Linked DNA regions of Sus scrofa: region 2 is linked to region 1. Evidence: chromatin contacts called from public HiChIP or PLAC-seq data. All regions are on one chromosome and are shown on one strand. Each heading gives the region's core, a stretch centred on a gene start, on an enhancer-like site or on the middle of the called end of the contact. The rest is flanking DNA. Distances are from core to core; before and after follow the strand shown. Region 1 overlaps CSF1R (macrophage colony-stimulating factor 1 receptor). Region 2 overlaps CAMK2A (calcium/calmodulin-dependent protein kinase type II subunit alpha).

Evidence for each region. HiChIP or PLAC-seq counts read pairs in DNA pulled down with a chosen protein or histone mark.
Region 2: an H3K27ac HiChIP or PLAC-seq map of skeletal muscle shows a contact between it and region 1. The contact joins two enhancer-like sites. A contact is called at or near these places in 2 of 47 Hi-C or Micro-C datasets (embryonic fibroblasts and epiblast stem cells) and 1 of 2 datasets of contacts at active chromatin or transcription factors (skeletal muscle).

The regions. Positions count from the first base shown.
Region 1 is chr2:151,107,233-151,113,650 of Sscrofa11.1, forward strand. CSF1R (macrophage colony-stimulating factor 1 receptor) reads right to left here. Exons shown (of 22, transcript XM_003124100.6): 11 at 5,551-5,666; 12 at 513-639; 13 at 309-413. Among named protein-coding and RNA genes, the nearest start is that of CSF1R, 20 kb to the right of the region's middle. Within about 2 kb of position 2,324, at least 33 of the 83 cell types and tissues checked have an H3K27ac peak or open chromatin away from gene starts, as enhancers often do. A contact at or near this core is called in skeletal muscle, where this site is marked.
Region 2 is chr2:151,244,374-151,250,142 of Sscrofa11.1, forward strand. CAMK2A (calcium/calmodulin-dependent protein kinase type II subunit alpha) reads right to left here. Exons shown (of 20, transcript XM_021085017.1): 20 at 3,983-5,769. Among named protein-coding and RNA genes, the nearest start is that of SLC6A7, 26 kb to the left of the region's middle. Within about 2 kb of position 2,963, at least 60 of the 83 cell types and tissues checked have an H3K27ac peak or open chromatin away from gene starts, as enhancers often do. A contact at or near this core is called in skeletal muscle, where this site is marked.

The sequences.
Region 1 (6,418 bases), core at 1,074-3,573:
ATGCGGCGGGGCCAGAGCCCCCAGGCAGTCAGGCCGAGGGAGGCAGGAGGAACGAGGACCGAGAGAGGAGAGCGGGCCCGTCACTGAGCTGGTCCTGGGTGCGAGAGGCCGAGCTGCGGCCAGGCCCGAGCCCAGGAGGGCCTCTGTGCGCCCAGCAGCAGTTAGAGGCAGGCTGCAGCTCAGAGGCGAAGCTGAGAGCCCGCACCCCAGTCCCGGGCTCTGACGGGCTGGAAACGTGGGAGATGCGCTGAGCCATGGAGCCGGCCCGCCCAGGCGGCTGCCCCCCCCCCAGCCCCAAGGATGCTCACACTTCAGCATCTTCACAGCCACCTTCAGGACAGCGTCTTCCTGGCCCAGACCGAAGGCTGTGGCCTCCACCACCTTCCCGAAGGCGCCGGCTCCCAGCGTCTTACCTGCCACACAGCCTCCTTAGGTCCCTGGGGGCCAGAGGCTCCCTGCTGCCCACGCCGACCCGGGGCCAGGGCAGGGTGGAGGCCGAGACCCCCGCTCACCGAACTGCAGCTTGTTCCGGGGGAACTCCCACTTCTCGCTGTAGGGCAGCTGCGTGGGGTCGATGAACGTGTAGCTGTTGCCCGCGAAGCTCTCGATGATCTTCCAGCGCACCTGGTACTTGGGCTTCTGTAGAGGGCAGGGGAGATGCTGGGCCTGACCCCTGACCCCAGACCCCGGGGGCAGGCGGGAGGCGAGGCCTGCTGGCCCATCTGGGACCGCCCCTCCTCCAAGCCTGTCTCCCTGCCTGTTTTTGAGCCACAGGGGACCCGCTCTGGGGGCCTGGGCAGCCCTGCAACCGGGTGGTGCCTCAGCTGGGAGGAGGGTGGAGCTGCAGCGTCCTCCTGAGCCCCCTGCCCAGCATTATGAGTTTACCGTTAGAGCTGGTTCGACGCAAGGAAATCCACCGCGCCAGCCCCCTCTGCGCCCGGTAGTGCTAAGTACATTCCCACCGCTGAACAGCCAGACACGCTCCATCCTGGAAACCAAACTCTGTGCTCACTCGACGACTGCCCCCGCCCCCCACCCCGAGCCAGGCATCTGCCTGTCTGGCACCTTATGTCACTGGACTCACGCAGGACCTTTCCTGGGGGACTTAGTCACTTAGCACGACGTCCCAAGGTTCATCCATGCTGTTCCGGGTGTCAGCAGTTTCTTTTTATCTTTCTTTTAGGGCTGCACCCATGGCATATGGAGGTTCCCAGGCTAGGGGGCCACACAGAGCTGCAGCTGCCGGCCTACAGCACAGCCACACTGGATCCTGAACCCACTGAGCAAGGCCGGGGATTGAACCTGTGTCCTCATGGATACTAGTCGGGTTCATTACTGCTGAGCCACAACGGGAACTCCTCTTCCTTTTTAAGGCTGAATAATAGTGCCGTCCAAGCGTTTCACTGAGTACTTCAATTTGTTTCAGGCACCACTATTCAGAGTTGAACCAGTCTCTGGTCCCTGGAGTTTGTACTCTAGTGGCTAAGACACGCATTCAGCTCCAGCAAACCCCCTTGCAGGGAGCGTTTAAGTAGGGCCGGAGACAACAAAGCAGGCGAAGGAACAGAAAGCCCTGGAGACAACGGAGGAGAAGTCAGGGAGGCCCCGAGGAGGTGAGAGGGAGCTGGCCAGGGCCACGTGAGCATCAGGAAGGCAGCACAGGGGACGGGGCTTGGAGCTCGGAGGCGGGGAGGCCTGATGGGACCCGGGAGAGGGGCCTGAGGCTGAAATCAGCGAGTGGATTCTCTAGGGGCCGGGGGGTGGGTGGGTGGGGGTTGGAGGCTCGATGCAGGTGGGTGACCCCTCTGTCACAGGCCGCAGAGACCCTGAGCAAAAGGCAGTGAGCCTCCAGAGGCCCCGGTTCCACCCGGGCTCTGCTTGGGATCCCGCCAGCTGGCCGGGCTCAACCTGACCTGTGGGGGAGCGGCTGCCTCCCTCCTGCCCAGGGTGACAGCTGCATGGGGGCACTGTGCCAGGGGGGTGCCCTGGAGAAGTGCTGATGGCAGACAGAGTTTAGGTGGAAAGTGGAAGCGGGCCTGGGCGGTGGGGACACTGAGGCCTTGGAACTGAGTCCCACTCTCCTTCCGGTCAGTGCTGGAGCAGGAGCAGCAGCTGTGCTGTGCTCAGCAGCTGGGCTCCTTCGGGGGCAGCCGGCTCAGGCGGGGGCCAGTGCCAGCCCGTGGAGGAAAGGGGCCCGTGACTCAAGGCTCCGTGGGCTCAGAGAGGAGACGCCTGAGAGCCGCAGGGAGGAACTCCCAGACGGGCGTCTGGGGCAGAGACTGCAGGCAGACCTAAGGAAGACCTTTCGGGTTCTGATCGGGAGCGCGGACCGTGGGTGAACTGAGGACCCCGAGAGGCAGTTTCGGTGCAGAGTCGCAAATGGCAGAGGACCAGGAACCGCCCCAGCGTCAGCAGATTCAAGCCCTGCCTGTGGGGGCCTTCCCAGCCCCGGGGGGAGGCAGAGCCAGGAGGGAGCCCGGGACCTCTCCTGGCCACTTCCACGCCCAGGCGCCACCGCGGGGAAGGCTGTCGCCTGTCCTGCTCCCCACTTCTCTTTCCTCCGCCCCGCAGCTGGGCCTGGGGAGCAGCCCCCTCAGCCGGCCCCCAGCGCTGCAGGGAATCCTGGGCACCGGGAAGGAGAGCCTGCCGGGCTGGCGGGAAGCTCAGCTCTCAACCTCAGACCGCTACCTGGAGGAGAACGCACCTCCCCCTCGCCTGCCTCGGGCATCCTGGCCCCCCTTCCTGGCAGGCGGCTGCCAGCTCTGGCCTGAACAGCCTCTGCTCTGAAGGAGCCCCGGGGGCGGGCGGGCCGGGCTTCCCAACCGTGGTGGCAGAATCGGTAACGCCATCGGTGCGTGCCTCGGGGGCACTTCCCGTGAGCAGGCGCGGGGCCACACGCTCGGCGTGCGTCATCTCCCTCCGAGGCCACTTCCCCTCGGCGACCTGACCAGGGTGGCCGCGGGATCACCACAGCCCTGACTCCCCTCCAGGCTGGCGGCGCTGGGCGGGTGGGTGCTTTCTGTCTCGCGAGGGTGGAGAACGGACCAGTTCCCCTGGGAACCTGGGGGACCCTCTGATGCATCCCGGTACCCCAATCCCGGAGCTCAGTCCTACCCCAGAAGCCACGCCTCTGCAGTGGCCCCCGCCCTGTCCCCTTGGTCTCCTCCTCGTAGCTGCTGACTCCTACTTTTTTCTTTTCCCCGCCCCCCACTGCGGTCTCTGGGGCCCAGAAAGCCCATGACTCAGCCCGGAGGCAGAAACAACCCCCCCCCGGCCACCCCTCCCCCCAGTACCAGTGTCGGAGGCCCAAGGGGCCAAGCCTGAGGCAGGGCAGGCCCATCTGGACCCCTCCAGGTCTTGCCCCAGGGCTCCTGCTCTTGGCCTTGGGTGGGCCCAGGGGCCGGCCACACGTCCCACGTGGGCTAAGAGGTGACTGGGAGCTCCTGCACCTGCACCTGCTCCAGAAACAGCTGCACTGGGAGAGGGCAGGGTGTTCCCAGACCACGGCTGGCCCAGGGCGCCGGAGGGGGAACCAGACCCTTCTCAGGAATCTCGGCAGCCCTGGGAGGTGGTTCTGCAGGTACCTGGGAGGCACCTTTCCGTCCGTTTAGGGAAGAACTCTGCCCAGAGCTGCTCAGAGAAGGACCTGGCGGCCACGAGAGCGAGTGACATTGCTCCCTGGAGGGGGGCGACGGGGCCTGATGACCCACACTTTGGGGTCTGCCAGCCTCAGACACCCCTCTCATCCCAAGATGCACGCGCTACCTCGGCTTCCCCGGCCAGCTGCCTCCTGGGAGCAGGTGGGCAGCATCCGCCCCGAGCACCCTGTGCCCGGCCCCCTGCTAAGTCCCCGCCGCAGTTACCACACTGAGTCTTCAGGATGCCTGGGGGGCGGCTGTCATTGTCAACCCCGCTTCACAGACGGAGAAGGACAGGCTGACAGAGACCACGTCCCCTAGAGTCCCAGAGCCTGGCAACAAAGATTCAGACCCAGATCCATCCAACTCCCAGCCTGAGTCCTAAGCTAGACCATCAGGAGGCTCTCGGCGTGTCAGACGAGGAGGCTGTCAGGTCCTCGGTCCCGTGGGACAGGTCGGGGAAGTGGGGCCCAGAGAAGGCAGGGGTCAGCGAGGTGGCATGGCGAAGCAGGGACAGAGCTGTGCCCAGATCCCCACGGCCTGGACATGGGCCCAGGGCTCAGAGCTACTTCTGCTTGCTGGACACTGGCATGAGCACAGCAAGCTGACCCCATGGGCACCTGGGGACCCCCACACCCCAGGCGGCCGACCCCGTGGGCACCTGGGCACCCCTGTTTCCTGGGCTCTCAGTCCACTTCTCACGTGAAAACCCCAGGGCAGGTGTGGGGAAGGGGCCACCAGGTGGGTCCTTCCCTCCTGACTCATATCGCTCCCTTGTGCACACCCACCGGGCCTCCAGAATGGGGCCCAGCCCCTCAACCCGCCCCCACCTGCATCCGCTTCTGCGCATCAGGGTTCACGGCTCCCCACGCTGCTGTCCCCCGTAGACACCCTTGCCCTGAAGCACGTCTCCCCGTTTGCTGCTGCTCCGTCCTCCCAGGCCTGTCCTGCTCACGCGTGCCCCCTCCAAGCAGTCTTCCTCTGTGCCACCCAGAGAGACCCCCTCTGCTTCCGGCCTGGTGCTCTCAGAGCCCCATGGCAGCGGACGTGCTCTCCTGGGCAGGGAGGCCGTCAGGCTGGGTGGTGGGGCTGCGGGCTCTGGGGTACAAGACACCTGGAAGCCGTGGGCAGGTCCTTTGACCTTGCCAGGCCTGCTCCTCACTGTCAAATGCTGGTGCTCTAGGCGCCGCCTCCACATTGCTGGGGGCCTGAGAGAAGATGCTGCGCTATTCCTCCAAAGCCAGCCTCTGCCACTGACCAGCTGAGACAAGGGCAACTGTCTTGACCTCTCAGAACCTCGGCTTCCAATTCTGTAAAGGGGGCTTGGTGAAGGAGAGAACGTCCAAAAAATGCCCCTCAAATCGCTACAACTGAGCACGCGGATGGCAGGCAGGGCCCGAGGCAGCAGCGGGCAATAGCTTAGATTAATAACGATATTGAATAACGAACAGGACGATGGCGGGCGGGCCTTCCCTCCACCAGCTCCCCTGCCGCCTTCCCGAGAGACACAGGCCTGGCCCCGGGACCCCCTCTGGGCATCCCTGAAGCCCCCAGCTGGGACAGGATCCCACGTTCGCACGCTCCCAGACCCCCTGCTCTCCCCACGGCAGCGCCCCCCACCCCCGTGACCTGTGCCCTCCCTTTCAGGGTCATTCGATTAGCAAGGGCCTCCTGCACTACGCAGGGACCCCCCCCGCCCAGGGCAGAACCTCCAAGGCTCCCGGTCTGGGCTCCCTCGGCCACTCCCACTGGCATACAGCAGGCGCCCACCACAGAGCTGCTGGCCCGGTGCTGGGCTGATGGATCCAGGGCTCAGGTGGATCCATGCAGCCTGGTGGTGCTGCCCCAGGGTCTGGCTCCCTCGGGTACCTGGCCGTCCCCGCCCTGACCCCCTGCCGCCCCGCTGGCTCACCTGCTTGTACTTGTAAAGGAGCAGCAGGAGCAGCAGCAGCAGCAAGGCCATGATGGACACACAGGCCACCAGCACCGGGGTGAAGAGGGGTTCATCCGGCGAGTGCACCTGGGCTGCTGGAAGGGGCGAGGCAGAGAAGTGAGCCAGCAGTGGGCGCCCTGGGACCCGCCTGCCCCTACTGGGAACGGGCCAGTTGCCTAGAATACAGTAGGTGCCCAATAAAGTCTTGTTGACTGGACAATGTCCTCTCACCCGGAAGCCTGCAGACCCTTCCCAGCCAGGGGCCGGGGGAAACTGTCCCCTGCTCTGCTCCTGCCCAGCCGCATGGCCCCTGGGGCCGGGCAAGCCCCTCAGGTCACACAGTCCACCCCTGCGGGTGCAAGGAGCCCCCGCAGCAGCCTGGCCCGGGCTCAGCCGTGACCTGCAGGCCCCCCACCCCGAGTGTGGAGGTTCTCACCACTGGGGCCTCTGGCCAGCTGGGGCCGAAAGGCCTTCTAGAGATGAGACTGAGACCCGCCTCCCGAGCATTTCTTGCAGCTCCTGCCAGAGCCCTTCGTTCTTGCTTCTCTTTGCTTTTCGGAGCCACACCCACGGCATATGGAGGCTCCCGGGCTAGGGGTCGAATCGGAGCTGCAGCCGCCGGCCTACACCACAGCCACAGCCACAGCCACAGCCACGCGGGATCCGAGCCGCATCTGCGACCTACACCACAGCTCACGGCCACGCCGGATCCTTAACCCACTGAGCAAGGGCAGGGACTGAACCCGCGTCCTCATCACTGCCAAGCCACGGCGGGAGCTCCCGAGTGCTCTTTGGAACCCTTCTTAGGCCCTGAAAGCCACGCTCATGGCCCAGAGTCCCCTCTTCC
Region 2 (5,769 bases), core at 1,713-4,212, 140 kb after region 1:
TTGGCTCCTTGAGCCCCAGGCCACTCCCTCTGGGGCCTGACGCTGGGCCTGCCCTGGAAGGGCGTCCAGGGCCGCCTCCCGCCCGCGGAGCCCTGGTCAGCACCCCTGCTCCTTGTCCGCCCGACTTCCTGCCGCCTGCCCTCCTCCCCCAGGACGGAGCAGCAGCCCGCCCCCTCGGGCCACACGGAAGCCTCCCCCAGCACCCCCATCTATTTGGGGGAAAAACACCCTTTTCCCACTGAAGTCCCAAGTGGCTGTGACCTGTGTCCCTCCAGGTATCACAGCAGGGGGCAGCCCAGGAGGACGGAGGGCCGCTGGTCAGCCCAGGCTGGCCTCCGCCGCTCACGGGCTGTGTGGCCACCTGAGTCTCCTTCCCCTCGCTGCGCCCAGACGTCCTCAGATGTCAGCGGAGGGGAGTAACAGTCCCCTGACCAGGGAGTAAATGAGGTAACACAGCTGCTGGATGCGTATTGTTTTAAAAAGATCCGCGTGCTTAGCATCAAGCATGGTGCGTCCCTTGTAGAGACAAAGGGACAGGCGCAGCGCCTGCCTCTGATCCGCCCGGTGGGAAGGAGGGCGGAGGTGGGGGCCTTGGAGCCCCACACAGGGGTCCAGGGCTTTCTGGCAACTCCTGGCTCCATGGGAGGTGACTGGCAGGCTGGACAGTGTCCCCTTCAGTAAGAGGAGTGAGTGGGACAGGAAGCACAGGCCCCGCACTGGTGTCCTGGGGGCAGCAGGGGGGAGCTCTCTGCCCCCGCCCGCCCCGTTCAGCCTTTGGCCAGGGACCCTGCCATGGAGGCTACAGGGGGCACGGCTGCTCCAGGGCAGACTCAGGGCCTGCGCCCTCGTGGGGGATGGGGTTCACAAGGAGGGACCCTGACGGTTCCCCAGTGAGCAGGGAGGGGGATGGGGTTGGGGGGGAGTGGAACAGGAATAAAATCCTCTAGGCCCCCGAGCCTGGCTTTGACCTTGACTCTGCGGATCCAAGGGCAGGGTCTCAGGGAGCTTCGGGGCCTGGGGGGATGGGAGTCAGGCCGGGAGGGGCCGCTGGTCAATATTGACCTGGCTGAGTCAGGGGAGCGGGAGGGGGAAGCGGGAAGGCCGGGGTGGGGCCTGCCGATAACTGGACCTTCCAGCTCCAAGTGGGACCGTGGGAACCTGGCGGGGTGGGGGCGCGTGACGCAGGATTCCCAAACCGAGTCCGGCCGCCTGGAGCCTGGCCAGCCCCGTTTCCTAGGCCCTGAGGGTGGGGCCTGAAGGATCTGTATTTGCAGCAAATTCCCTGGGCGACTCTGAGCAGCCAGCCCAGTTCCCATACCGGAGAGCACAGGTCCACCCCCGCTGTTGCGATAAGGAGGAAACTGAGGCCCAGCGAGGAAGGGGCCTCAGCCAAGATCACGCTGGGACAAGGATGACAATCCCTTTTCCTTGAGGGGGGGGTAGTCCACTTCCGGGTGACTCCCCCCACACCCGCCCAGGGCCCTGGCAGGGACGGGCCTGGAGGGGGGCCAGGGAGACCCCAGCGGCCCAGGTGGAGAGGGGAGGGTGGGGCTGGTCCCAGGAGGAAGGGCAAGGAGGAGGGACCGTTCCCACAGGATGGGACCTGCCCCACTCTGCCCTGTGCAAACACTTCCAGCCCGGACTGGGGAAGGCTATGCTCACGCCCTTGGCAGGCACGCCCCTGGGGCGTTCCGGCTCCTTCTCCCCCAGCCCCCACCGGGCCCACGGCTCTAGCTCTCAGCGCAGCTCTCACCTGCACCCTCCCGCACCCGTCCCGCACCCCTCCCACTACTGAGCCTCCACACAAAACCCCAGAGCCCCGGCCGCTGCCATGGCCCTTGTGCTCCTTCTCTCTCCCTCCCCCGAGCGCTGGTTCTCACTCTGTCGGTGGCTTCAGGGACTCCTGGGGACAGGAGACAGGCTGGCTCACCTCCACGTGCCCTCAGAGCCCAACGCGACTGCAGCGTGCCCTAACAGGTGCTCCCAACTCTGAATCTCACCTCCCTCCCTGGGCCGTGTTCGGCAGGTGCTTTCACTTTGGGCACCACTGTCTCCTTGGTGGTAGAATGAAGAGAAGGGTAGTGCCCAGCAAAGGGTGAAGTGAGGGTCCCCGAGGGTCATGGTGCCCAGCAAAGGGTGACGTGAACTCGGTGGTGAGGGCAGGTGTAAGGAGGTTGGCGGGCCTGGCGCTTGGTGTCAGGGTCTGCCGTTGGCATTGCCTTGGCGGGTGGGTTATCCGTGCTGCTCCACGTGCTCTGGCAGCACGCACGCGTCAGGGGTGTGCTCCTGGAAGCATACCAATACCTCCTGCTGCACCCCGAGCCCACCGCCTTCAAGGAGCCCACGGTTTTGCAGACGTTTGCTCAGGTTCAAACCAGTGAACCCGGGGAGGTGGGGAGGGGGTCAAGCGACCCATGGAGGGACCTTATGGGGGGGGGGGCCCTTCCCGGAGCCGGTCCTGAAGGAACTGCATCCCAAAGGGTGCGGAGGCCTTGCTGTGCCCGAGCAAGGAACTGGAGGCCAGCCAGCCCGGCGCAGGGTTTTGGAGAAAAGGGCGGTGAGGAGGTGGGACAAGGGGTGTGGACAGCGAAGACGTGAGGCAGTGGCCAGGAGGGTCAGGGGTCAAGAGAGGGGGCTCCTGAGAATCCCAGCCACTGCCATGGCGTCCAGAGATGGGGGCACACACCGCTGGGGGGGCCCTGGAGGGAGCAGAGCTCTGCTGTGCAAGTCTCTGTCCTGCGAGAAGCCTCTTGGCCCCTGAGCCTCACTTTCTTCATCTTCACATCGGGGCTCGTGTAACTTGGACAAGAGGCGTGGAAGCCCTATGCGAGCTGTAAAGGATGGCGCCCGTGAGGTGGCCAAGGAGAGGCTGTCTCTGGAGGCCCAGCTCCCTGACTTCGCAGGCTCAGGGACCCCACCTCCCGCAACGTGCTCCTGGGCTGCCACCTTCTGGCAAGTGTCTGCAATGGCAGCCCGAGTCCTCCAGCCCTTCCTCTGCAGTCGGAGAGCCCAGGGCCCTTAAAGGCTCAGGTCCAAGCAGTCCCGGGGCGCCGTGCCAGGTTCCGGGGTCCCTCTGCGACTCCACCCCTTGCCCTTTTCGCCTCGCTGCCAAGGTCCTCTCATGTGCAAGGGGCCCATGACACGCGCCCTGGTGGCCTCAGAGGCTGGCCCCCAGGGACCCAGCAAGTGGCTGGTGGGAGGATTCTGGAGCCAGACCTTGGAGCAGGGTCTGGAGAGGACCTTGGGCTCCAAAAGGCACATCCCCCAAAGCTGCGGGCCCAGGCCTCGTAGCTGGGGCCTGGCTTACTGAGACCGTCCCCTCTGGTTCGCCCAGGACTCTGGGTTCCACACTGATCATTCCCGTCAACACACAGGACAGCTGGCGGCCCTGTCATAGCCTGAGGAGGGGCCAAAGCCTCCGCACCAGCACCCCGGCTCGGCCCCGCGGCGGCCTGGGGCCGGAGGACCAAACTAGTCTCCAAGGCGGCAACGCCCCCCTCCCCTGCTGGGGCCCCGCCGCCCTCCCCCTCTCCAGCCCAAAGCCCCCCTCCCCTACCCCGTCTCCAAACCCCTCCCGGGCCCGGGGGGCTGGTCTCCGAGGTAGAGCGGAGGAAAGAGGGTGGGGGAGGAGGGGCTTTCTGGAAAAGCCCGTGTCACACAAGGAAGCCGAGGCCGGGACGAGAGCCTTGTCCCAGGCCCCCGGGGAGGCTCTGCTATTGGCCGTGGGTGACAAGGCACGTCCACCCCTTGCTCCGTCCGGTTAAGGGCCCCCGATGAGCGATGAGCGGAGAAGAAACCAGCCGCGCCCCTGCCTCCAAAGTGGAGGCACCTGGGCCGGGCGTAATCTCACAGCGATTGGCTCAGCCTTGAGCACGTGACTGCGCCGGTCCAATCAGAATGAAGCCCTGGACTTCACTCTCGCAACGGGGAAGGCCCGGCAAACCTCCCGCCACCTGCTTGACCGAGCCCAGGAGACAGCGAGTGCACGGAAGTTTGTAGCTTTTTATTGCACTGAAAACACCAATAATAAAACAGACACCCCTTCTTCCCCCCAGCCCCACAATAGCAGAAAGTTTGAGCAGTGGTCATTCAAGTTCACAGCCACATGTTATAAAAAAAGAACGGAAACAAACCCCCAAACAAATAGTAACAAAGAAACCAGCACGGGGAATCTGGCAAACACATCCCCCAGAGGGTCCCCCTTTGAAGGGAGACGGGAGGCAGTGGGTTAGGACCAGCCCTCGCTGGGCGCACCTCCAGGTGAGTGCTTTTAAGTCACGGACTCATCTTAAGTCTGGAGTTTTTGCATCGACGGGATGTTTGCCTGCCTGGTAGAGTGAGCGCTGGGCCGCTTTGCCTGCCAGCCTACCCTGCCTTCCACCTCGAGGTCACGCCAGTAGCCTGTGGGCCACACTGGCTGGCTGCCCACCGCCAGGCACGGCCACCTTGGCCTGGGGTAGGGACCCACTTCTCTAGCGTCCAGAGAGGGGTACGGCGGACGGGAGGTGGGAGTCCTCCAGCTCAGCTCCCTCTGGTGGGAGCTGAGGACCACAGCAGGGAAGGGGCTCATCCATGCAGCAAGTCTGGTCGGAGCCATGGATGGAAGCCTAATAACCTGCAAAGGGTAGCTCTCCTCGCACCCACCCTCCCCGCAGTCCCTGCTGATCAGCAGTGGACAGGCACCAAGGAGAGGGAGGGGCAGGCGGGGCAGGGGAGGGGGACTGGCCAGGCGCGGAAAGGAACAGCGGTTCAGCCAGTGACTCACCCTGTCAGCTCCCACGGGTGGGCGGATGGGCTTCGCTTCTCCATCCTGTTTGATTCCCCCATCAGCCCTGCCAATAGGCTAGGCTGGAAGATTAAACCCCTTTAACAGAGGGGGAAACTGAGGCTGAAGAAGGGACCAGACTTTGCCTTGGTAATTGCAGCAGCCCCTCACCTTAGGCCGGGGGATGGCTGTGGGAGCTGGCAGCTCACCGGGAAGGCAGGCAGTTTTGCAGCTGGGGCACTGGGATCACTGGGCCTTACTGGGAAGCCCTCTGGACCTGGGGCGGGCCAAGAGCCCACCGTGGGCCTTGGCAGCAGGGTCTCTGCCAAGGATAGAGGCCAGTTGATCGACCAGTTTGGAGGCCAGGCGGGCTGGGCAGCCCCCGCCCAGCCTGCATCCCCCGTGCTGCAGGCAGGGGCCCAGCAGACAGCTCACAATCGGGGAACTCAGGGCGTCCTGGGTCCCAACCCCATCTGTCCTGCTCTGCTCAACCCAGGACTCCCCAGAGGTTCTGGGGAACCAGAGCCTCCTTCAAAGCTCTGGGGATGCGGCTCTTCCTCCCCTAAAATCCTCCAGAGGGGACAGTATCTCATGCTGGCAAACACGGCCACACAGAGGCCAAAAGCACAGAGAGGCAGCAACGTAATCCCGAGTCGGACACTGAAAATACAACCTCTATTTTTTTTTTATCCAAAACATGTAGATTGGTTTTGTTGAGTGCTTTTTCTTCTTTTCTTTTGTTTTCAGCATACTTACTGCATATAGAGTCATGCAAAGAAAACAGTGCAGACAGTGGCGCCTAGAGAATAGCCACCAGGGCAGCCACGGCAGCGGGGACCCCGAGGGCAGAGGGCTCGAGAGGGGAAAAGAGAGATGCAAACCCAGGGCTGCGGGAGGAGGCTGAGAGCAGAGATGCCAGTGCTGTTGGACCCGCACGAAGACACATGCTGGGCGGGGGAGGGGTGGGTGGGCGGCCCACGGAGTGGGGGGATGAGACCCTCGGA